Regions from separate parts of the Danio rerio genome. Here region 1 is linked to region 2. The links are chromatin contacts, called in public HiChIP or PLAC-seq maps. All regions are on one chromosome and are shown on one strand. Each heading gives the region's core, a stretch centred on a gene start, on an enhancer-like site or on the middle of the called end of the contact. The rest is flanking DNA. Distances are from core to core; before and after follow the strand shown. Region 1 holds the start of insig1 (insulin induced gene 1). Region 2 holds the start of shha (sonic hedgehog signaling molecule a).

Region 1 (4,901 bases), core at 1,185-3,684, 130 kb after region 2:
TACTTGCTAGTTGATATGAAAACAGTTTTCTGTTGCTGTTTGTCAACATGTTTGAGTCATAACTTACTGGTAGATGCCGTTGTAGACCAGCAGCTGAGCAATGAGAGTGGCCAGCAGGGCAGTGGTCAGCCCTAAACCAAAGCCACTCCTGGAGCGGTCAAATGTCCACCACAGACCCAGAGACAGGGCAGCCAGAGTTAGCGATAGCTGCACATTGTTAGCAAAGTCCAGTTTCTGTAAGGTACTTTGAGTTAAGCAAAATATTCTTATGTTAACATACATTTTGAAAACATTGTGATGTTAACTCAAGAATTGAGTTTGTGCAGGTTCCCAAGTTTTTGCTGGTCCACACATTTGGAGAGCAGTAAACAGGTTCCACAAAAACTTTGTAGTCAAATTTATTAAAAACTTTTTTTTTTAGTTCTTAAAAAACCCAGTTCTCATTTACATGGGGTTTCTTGGCAATGAAGTGCATGTTACTGTTTGAGTTCAGAGTTAATGTAAAGTTTTAAGGTATATTTACATGACAACAAAAAATAAAAACTTTTATGCATTTTTGCTGTTCATTTACCCAAAAACACAGACTCAGAGTCGTCAAAACAAAACTTAAAAAAGGTTAAATGATATCGTGTGCAGAGTTTTCAACTTCTGGCCGGGTCAGAGTACTGAGCATTTCTAGTCATTTTTCAGCGTTATTACAACTATCCTCAATACATAAGACTTTTTAAAAATATTAGATAAGCATAATTCTCGTTGCATAGATTATTGCTGTGTAAATATGTTTAGTACTTTAACGGGTCACCCCACTTTTTTAGTTTAGCCTTTGATGTATAATTTGTCAAGATAAATTCAGGTTCAGACAAAAACAAATAAATATGTGACAGTTAAGAGATTAAGAAAAAAAAGGATTTGTCTAATGCTATTGAATAGTAACATGGCTTATTACAGACTTAAAACAAAAATCTCAAAAAGGTTTGGAAGTTTTCATTGTCCACAATGGTTGCAACTGTAAAAGTGTCACTGTTAAGGATACAGCACTGGCGTGATTGATGCCCACAAAGACAGCAATGCAGCGCATCACGCTTGCCCACTCCCGCTTGAACTTGTGTGGTTCTCCAAGATGGTGGTCCAAGCAGGGGTACAACAGACCAACCACAGCTGAGAAGAGAAAACAGAAAGTACTTTAAACAACATTCATTGAAAGGGGGAAAAAAGAAGAAGAAAAAAACATTTTTTACATCTGCTTGGTATTGTTTGACGCCTTTTAGTATATAAATAATGGGTGATGACTTTTGTGTTTAAATAAATCTCATAAGAAGAGTTCAAGTACAACAAAACTCTTTAAAAGGCATTTTCTACTGAAAAGGATGTAAACTGATACGCGTCCACATCACCACTATGAGGAATGCAGGGGGAGGAGTCGAGCGTGACCGAATTATTTATTAATTTCTGCTGCACACGACTTCCGTGTTTCTCTTTTCGGGTAAGTGGCATGTTCGGCGTACCAGCCAATGGCGTGCCTCTCTCGCAGCTCACCCGTTCTGAGCGCAGCCAATGAGAATGCAGCACCCCAAGAATGACCCCAAATGCCCGGCTGTTACCAGGGCAGCGCTTACTGATAGCTACAAAGCCCAATGTCAACAAAACTGTCCCCGAATCACTCATCTTACATAAAAGACACGATAACAAAAAGCCCTCAGCAAGCACACCGTCTTTGTTTGTTATCGTCACGAACAAAGCATTCGAGCCCAAGTGTTTCAGACAGACTCACCAGCAGCGGTGCCACAGCAGAGGGGAATCCACCAGGCGGACGAAAATAGCGTGTCCAGCACTTCCTCTGGAAACAATGTAACGTTTCTCTGGATCTGTAGCAAGTTTAACACCAAAGCGAGCACAACTCCCACGATAAACAACACAAGCCCCCGTCGAATTAAATTGGCGGACTGGAGGCTGTGCAGAGAGCCGTACGCGTGGCTCAGCACTGAGGTTATGATGGACATCATTTCACCCGTTTTACAGACAATCCAGCCGGCGCTTGACAGGTCCTTCGTCTTCACACTGGTCGAACAGGAGCAGCTCCAACAATGTTCCTCTAGTCTTGGCATTTGGCACTGTTGGAAAACAGTAATACTCATTAATAATTATCACTAACTTGATCAAATAAAATAATGTTGAAAGTCAAGTATTACGCTACAAAAAGCAGTGCTGTAGCCCAAAAAACAATCTGTTCCCAATGAGTATGAAGTGGAAGTAAAGGGAATGAATAGGCTACCCACCTTGATCTTTTAGCGATGTCTTCGTCTAAAGCAGAACACGTCTGTGCTTTCAAAACTCTTTTACAAAAACGAAAGGCTACCTACAAATAGTTTAGATGTGTTGTTTGATCACATCATCTGTAAGAGAAATACTGCTGCCTCTTTTCATCCCTCAGTTGAACACTGCCACACGCGCGCTTCCTCTGCAGAAAACAAGCGCGGTCATGTCTGGTGAGTCTCTCTAGCCAATCAGAGTGCGGCGGGCCATATGACGCGAACGCGCGCCACCCCTCTCTGACAGACACGCGCTGTTGATGTTCGCCATCAGCTGTTCGCCTTGTGTGTGTGTGTGTGTGTGTGTGTGTGCGTGTGCGTGTGTGCGTGTGCGTGTGTGCGTGTGCGTGTGTGTGTGTGTGTGTGTGTGTGTGTGTGTGTGTGTGTGTGTGTGTGTGTGTGTGTGTGTGTGTGTGTTGACGCTATGCCAGAGTCATGCAGAAAAGTCTTAAACTTCTAGATTGGTTAAGTTTAATGACCTTGCTTTGCTAAATCCTTTTCAGTAACTAAGCAATACAGCACTGATTCGAGATTTTCTCAGTGTTCAATATTGCTGTTCTCCTGTTTGCACAAAACAAACTACTTGTTGGGTAAATGTATTTGTAATCTTTTCAGGGTACAGACAAGAAAGCTTTTTGCTGATATGAACTTTTTTTTAGTTCACTATGAGTGAACAGGCCCTGAAAGTGTATGAGATAATGCGGATTTGTTGGCTATACGTGACAGCGTGCAGTACGTGTCCGTGAGACTGAAAACAAGAAATCAGGTCATGATGCTCAGTGGGCTGTTCCCCCACTGTAAATAAACTTGTGTACTTATAGTTTATTGATTCAGAGCAGAACAGAGTTCAGTCTCTTACCTCAGTGGAACCACTCCTCACCAGATAAATGAGTCTGATGTTTGCCCCTTGTCAAGAATGACTGTCAACAACTCTTTAGCTGCTGTTTTTACAATAAAGGTTCCAAAATGGGCTTTTCGTTGCAGTGCTAGAAAATAACCATTTTTGATATCTAAAAAGCTTTTGTGTTGATGAAAGTTCAGAAAAGAAGCATTATTTTATTGGTGTGAAAGACATCCTAAACACATTAATGAACCTTTTTTCAACAGAGAAACTTATGTGCAATGGAAACGTGCTGTGGATGTTAACGAGTCACGAAACACCAAAACACATTTTTTTGAGATGTTGACAATCATAAATATGACTCACGTTGCTAAAACACTATTAGGACACATATATTTCACAAAAAAGTGAAAATTGGTGGGTTTTGCAATATTTGAGCCAATTCATTCTTCAGATTTAAAAAGAAATTTTGAAGCTGCGTTACGGCCATGAGATCATAGTGTAAATTCCAGCATGGAGACTGGATGTCTGAACCGGTACAACATGATGTCTGAGTTTTCAGCATAAATTCATTACAAAGACTTGGTTCGAACCAATCAGCGCGCTCTACTGTGAATGAGGTGCAACTTCATTAATATGCATGATATAGTTCAAAGACGGTTTTTACCTGTTACAGTGCCCAGATGACCAACCATAATTAAAACAAGTAGTAGAAGAAGAATTGTTTGGAGATATGGATCGTCAGTGTTTTTTTTACCAGATGAGCTTTTCACATCTGGAAATGGTGAAATCCAGATTTGCCGCTTTCCTTCTTTTAAAAAAAACGCGGTTCTAGTTGATGTTGATTGTCCTGTCTAGTTTTGGTAAGCGATCAGTGTTCTTTGTTTATGTTAATTAAGATGGCAAACTGCGATATCAAATTATATTAAAACAACACTCTTCCAGCTGTTAATCTCATCCAATATCTTGTTTGTCACAGGGGGCATGAATGAAATGTTCCTGAATGAAAGTGAAAGAGTCAAACTGTAGTTGAAGTCAACAAATTAAAAATGAAACACCCGAAATTACATCAAATTACATTACTCCGGAGGAAATGTGGAAATGTGGATAGCGTGATGACGTTATAATCGAATTTTGTGCTATAACATGTAAAACAGGATCATGAAAGGAACATTCAAAAAGCTACTCATAAACACCTTAATCATAATATTGCCATATTCAGAAATAATTTGATTACTGATTTCCATGTAAACGTGTCTATCTCCACTCCATTAGCTTCTGCTCTGGAAAGACGCTTCTTTGGAAATCACAATATTCTTAATAATCGGCTAATAAAGTAAAGCGCTGAAGTGAAACCCTTTTCTCTAATACTCTGTTTCAGCTGGAATTATGTCATAATACTGAAGTCTGTTTAAGACCTAAGGTTCCTGCAGACTATAAGTACGCACATGTTGGAATGTTCAAAAGCAGTCTGAGAGTTTTGCAAATAAATTGGGAGTAAAATATCTGTTACAACTTTCAGTGATTTTTATAAGTTTAAAACTTTTTTAAAACAGCATGTTTGGAATTAAGACAGTAAAATGCTATCCAATTCTTAACCACTATATTCACCACGACTGTATCGTGTCAGTAAACATAATGTGTGTGTGTGTGTGTGTGTGTGTGTGTACTGCAAACAGCATTTGTGTGAGATTCATAATTTCAGGAAGGCTTGAAAAAACTCCACCACAAATACATGAAATAAACTTGGT
Region 2 (4,649 bases), core at 344-2,843:
GTTAATAGCAGAAATTGTGACCTGAACTAAAGTACTAAGCCAGTCTGCACAATTCACTCCTCTTGGACATCAGTGGCCAGGTGGGCATAATATTTGGACACAAAGTAAGATCTGTTTGACCGTTTGCTAGATCTGGAGATATTTTAGAGGAGAGAAACTGCTTGATTTAATGATATCCTGCTGTAATTTTCTTAATTGACTAAGACTCAATTTACAATTAAGCTAAATGGGTCAAAAACAGGTCATCATTTAATGGCATTTATAAAATTTCCGTGGTCCAAAAAAAAATTGGACACCTCAAGACTAGAACAAATAAGACAACAAATCATCTGTCATGCTCAATTGAACAAAACCTTCAGCAGGGGCCCTGATCTTCTTAATGTATTTCACAAGACAAGCAGCCACCATCTTTGATAGAGCAGTCTAGAAAATGTGTGAAAACAAGAGAAAATAAGACAATGAAACACATACCTTACCCGCTGCTATGGGCCAGGGAACACAGTGGTTACCATGGCTTAATCTGTCACTGAAGTGGACTTTAAGGGGTGACAGGGTTTTTGCAGGCTGATCTTTCTCCCAAACAGACAGCTTAGCATTTGTGTGCACAGGAAGAGCCTTTTCCAATATCTCAAATAAGCTGTTGGGCAGAAGAGCCAGCTTAATCTCTGTCTCCTGCTCTCTCGCTCTGGTACACCATGGAAAAGCACCTGATAAAGATAGAGAAATAATCAGTTGTACACCGCACTCTTAATTATAAAGGTCCTCTCAATGGTTCCACGAAGAACCTTCGACATCTACTAAAGCTTTTGATTCTTTAAAGAGGGAAAAACTTTCTTTAGAGTGTGAAAATATTCCTCACACTATGAAAAAATTGTACTTTTAAAAAACTTTTCACTAAAAGATTCTGAAAGGAACCAAAATGGCAAAACCCCTTTTTTGGGACTGGCAGCTTTATAATAAAGAACACCAGATACATCAAAACAATCCTGGTTTTTACGTTTTGAAATCTGTACAACATTTACAAGAAACTAAATCCTGTAAATTGTACCCTTGACTTTAAAATGTCCAAAATGACAACAAAAGTTGGTGCTGATTTACTGCAGAAAGCACAATAAATTTGATGTAAGATCTGAGTGTTTTTAAAACACAAAAAACTAATTCGTCTGGCTTCTGTAACCGAGTTGTTCAGGTTAGAGGCTGATGGGACAACAAGTGATCAATCTGACAGGAATGTGACTGAAGCGATTAAAAAGTTGTCATATTTGGAAACGCTGTTATTCTGTGATTAATTCGGGTGATGGTGAACGCGCACATTCCGCACTTGCTGTGATAAATGAAGTTTCGAAAGTTGTATAATTGATTCAACCTTACGTGCAGCAACGCAAATGACTTGAGAAATAATGGTTCATTAGCGGGTCACACACGGATGTAAGAAAGTGAGCACACATGCACGTCGCAGCCTCACACAGACAGCAGTGGGAGAAACTGATGCGTTCACATCTCACCGCGTCCCTCCCCTGAAACCCACCTTCTTTAAAGGTTTTTTGCGCGTCTGTTTTGTGGGATAACATCAGAAGTGTTCGTCCCGTCGAGCCAATCAGGTCCCTCCCTACCTCAGATCGCAGCTATAATACATAGGAGTAAAGAGGCTTCTCGCATTAAGTGGCTGTGGCTTGAAGTAACGTTGTGATTTCGAGGTCAGTCTTACCTTTCGCATCCCCGCCGCAAACCTCCGATGCGTTATCAGTCGCACGTTTCCGCACCTGTCACGGTCGGGGCTTGGCGCTGCTGAGGGACACGCGTGAACCGAGGAGACGGCAAGGACATCGCCGGAGATCCGCGCCTCGACAACGAGAAACCCTGCTAGACAGACCGCTCGAGAACACCGCAGCGAGATTCAGCGTGCGGCAAAATGCGGCTTTTGACGAGAGTGCTGCTGGTGTCTCTTCTCACTCTGTCCTTGGTGGTGTCCGGACTGGCCTGCGGTCCTGGCAGAGGCTACGGCAGAAGAAGACATCCGAAGAAGCTGACACCTCTCGCCTACAAGCAGTTCATACCTAATGTCGCGGAGAAGACCTTAGGGGCCAGCGGCAGATACGAGGGCAAGATAACGCGCAATTCGGAGAGATTTAAAGAACTTACTCCAAATTATAATCCCGACATTATCTTTAAGGATGAGGAGAACACGGGAGCGGACAGGCTCATGACACAGGTAATTCTTTCGCCTTTCGAAATCTGAAAGTCGGAAAGTACAGTTGAATTCGTGCAAGGATTGTGAATTAGTCCTGTGCCATCAACAGAGGACCGGCTGCTTGCCTCCTTGCTCACCCTCATTGTGGAAGGCAGCGTGAAATATTTATGCGCTTCTTCTGGTCATATGTATGCATTTGTCCGCGCGTTGAGACGCGTCAGGCGCGCGTTATCTGTTTTATAAAACGTGGATGTCCCGACGGATGAGTGCCGCACCTGATCTGAAGGGACTGTGGTGGTCAGAATATTACAGTCTCGTGACAGCTAAATATAGATTGAAATATAACATACATGTTCATATCGCTTAGTCAGACAGACCGCAGCCTACCCGCTCGCTCGCTCGCAGCGGCTGCTTATCAGGGCATGAACATATTGACATTTCTCCAAGGATGCTCTCCGATTTGTTTCTACTTATTAATGGGCTAGGATGGTTACACTTAATGACAGATTAGAATCAGACACAATGGACTATCATCGCCTCTGTTCTTTGGATGTTATGCAGGTGTTTGTTCATCTGCCGACAGTTTTTTTCAGCACATGCGAGGCTGCATTAACTGTATTTAATCTGACTAATATATTTAAGCAACAGCAAGTATAAGTTTGTATACTTCATGAGTAGTCAATGCTAATGCAACATTATTTTAACTGCAAAATGCGCTATTATTTTTGTTACAATGTAAACGCGAATACTTAGCCGCGGTGCGCTGTTTTCTCTGCTCTTAGGTAGCCTGCGTTATATTCACTTTTGGATGTAATGCTAAAGATTTGTGTTGCTTAAATATGGTTTATTGGATTCGTTTATTTTGTTGCTCAGATTTGTATATTAGCATTTACATCCAACTTTTTACATTTATTTATTTTAAAGAAAGCTAGGCCTCTGCTAAAGTCAGACAGCTTCGGGAATAGGCTGTCTGTCCCCAACATGGCTTTCCACTCTCGTTGCATTAGCAGGAATCTTTTGAACTTCTGACCCTTTGCCAATGCTAAGGAAGAATAACATGCAGCTTACTAAGTGCATCGAAAATATGTTTGCAGTGCAAATTAGCCTCTATTGAAGTGTTTCCGTGTAATTTACAAAGTGATTATCCCGAGCATAATTTTTATTAGGCTGTTTTGAACGTGCCTCTGTTAAATAGCTTTTAGGTTCAAAGTCTAAGTCATGACCGGTTATAGCAAGGTTTGCTGAAGCATTGCGAATAATGTCCGCCAAAGTCAATTTACACGCCACGCGCAGGTGCATTATAAAGTTTCCCTTTTACCGGTCCTTAAAAAAGATGAAACCCGTGTCTGGTGTGGTTTTCTCAGATGTATATCAAGCTCTACTTAAGGTGAATGTGATTATAAGTGTGCAGTGACCCGCGGGCACACACGCTGCTATAAGCTACCCTTGCAATCTAGTAACATCAAATGAACGTCTCAGTCTTTCAAAGGGAGTTAACGAGGTGTCCTGTTGACAAATGTTTTGGAGAAGCGCATCCGAGTGTAAGACAGGGTTTGTTGGTTGAACACGCTGTGCGGTGAATTGGACTTAACGGTGAAGCTCGCGAAATTAGGCGCAACTGCGAGGGTATCCAGGAGGCTGTTTGCTCTGACAGGTAGCTGATAAGTGTTTCCTCTAAAACAGTTCATTTTGGGGGGAGATTAGTTGCTGACTGTGACTAGGCGGCTTGTTGAACAAACCTCGTGTGGAGCACAAAGCGGCGGCACAGGGGGTTCCCGCTGCGCTTCATGGTGGCTGAACAGAATTTGGCTTGATTTGCGGCACACGACTCAATGAATTAATAAAGAGTTCAGGCTTCACGGCTCATCAATCCCCGGTAGTTTTGCTTAGGATGTGCTAGGTTGCATCTTTATGTCGCTTGCTTGTGGTTTACTCTATCAATCAACAGCCACAAGTGTTGTAGAGCTAAAAGGCAGCAATTTAAAATATAGTAGTTAGGGGGTCTGTTTTATTTACTTTTGATTAAAGTACCATTTTGCTACATTCCATTCAGTGTACAGATATTCCAAAAAGGCATCATCCAGAGGATGCATCTGTGAAGTTTTTGCAATTTATTTCATTAGACTATATCGTTTGTATAATAGACTCTAGAAACACAATGAAGTGAACTGAACAGTTTCATACATTCAGATATAATTCAGTGTAGTTTATAATTGACTAAACATTATTTTTCTGATATACAATAAAGTGCAATTCAGCTTAGTAAAGTGCATATGGTCTTCACTGCTGACATGAAAATTAGAGGGTCAAGCAGATCAGTAGGAAGTGGGGCGATAGTCTGCTGGAGAAATTTATGTGGATGTTAGAGGCTAAGGATGTGTGTGTGTGTGTGTGTGTATAAGGGGGGAGAGTCAGAGAAAGCGAGCAAGTGAGTCAAAGCTAGGAGGGTATGTGTGTG

The links. HiChIP or PLAC-seq counts read pairs in DNA pulled down with a chosen protein or histone mark.
Region 1: an H3K4me3 HiChIP or PLAC-seq map of gastrula embryo shows a contact between it and region 2, with 2.6 times the contacts expected there. The contact joins the promoter of insig1 here to the promoter of shha in region 2. A contact is called at or near these places in 2 of 4 datasets of contacts at active chromatin or transcription factors (embryo and gastrula embryo).

Annotation. Positions count from the first base shown.
Region 1 is chr7:41,360,337-41,365,237 of GRCz12tu, forward strand. insig1 (insulin induced gene 1) reads right to left here and starts at 2,435. Exons shown (of 6, transcript NM_199869.1): 1 at 2,277-2,435; 2 at 1,772-2,111; 3 at 1,034-1,158; 4 at 68-234. The coding sequence starts at 2,105. si:dkey-151p11.2 (a long non-coding RNA gene) reads left to right here. Exons shown (of 4, transcript NR_125798.1): 4 at 1-418.
Region 2 is chr7:41,230,436-41,235,084 of GRCz12tu, forward strand. It overlaps shha (sonic hedgehog signaling molecule a), which reads left to right and starts at 1,594. Exons shown (of 3, transcript NM_131063.3): 1 at 1,594-2,212. The coding sequence starts at 1,913. It overlaps LOC137490296 (a long non-coding RNA gene), which reads right to left and starts at 2,473. Exons shown (of 3, transcript XR_012383457.1): 1 at 1,709-2,473; 2 at 472-707.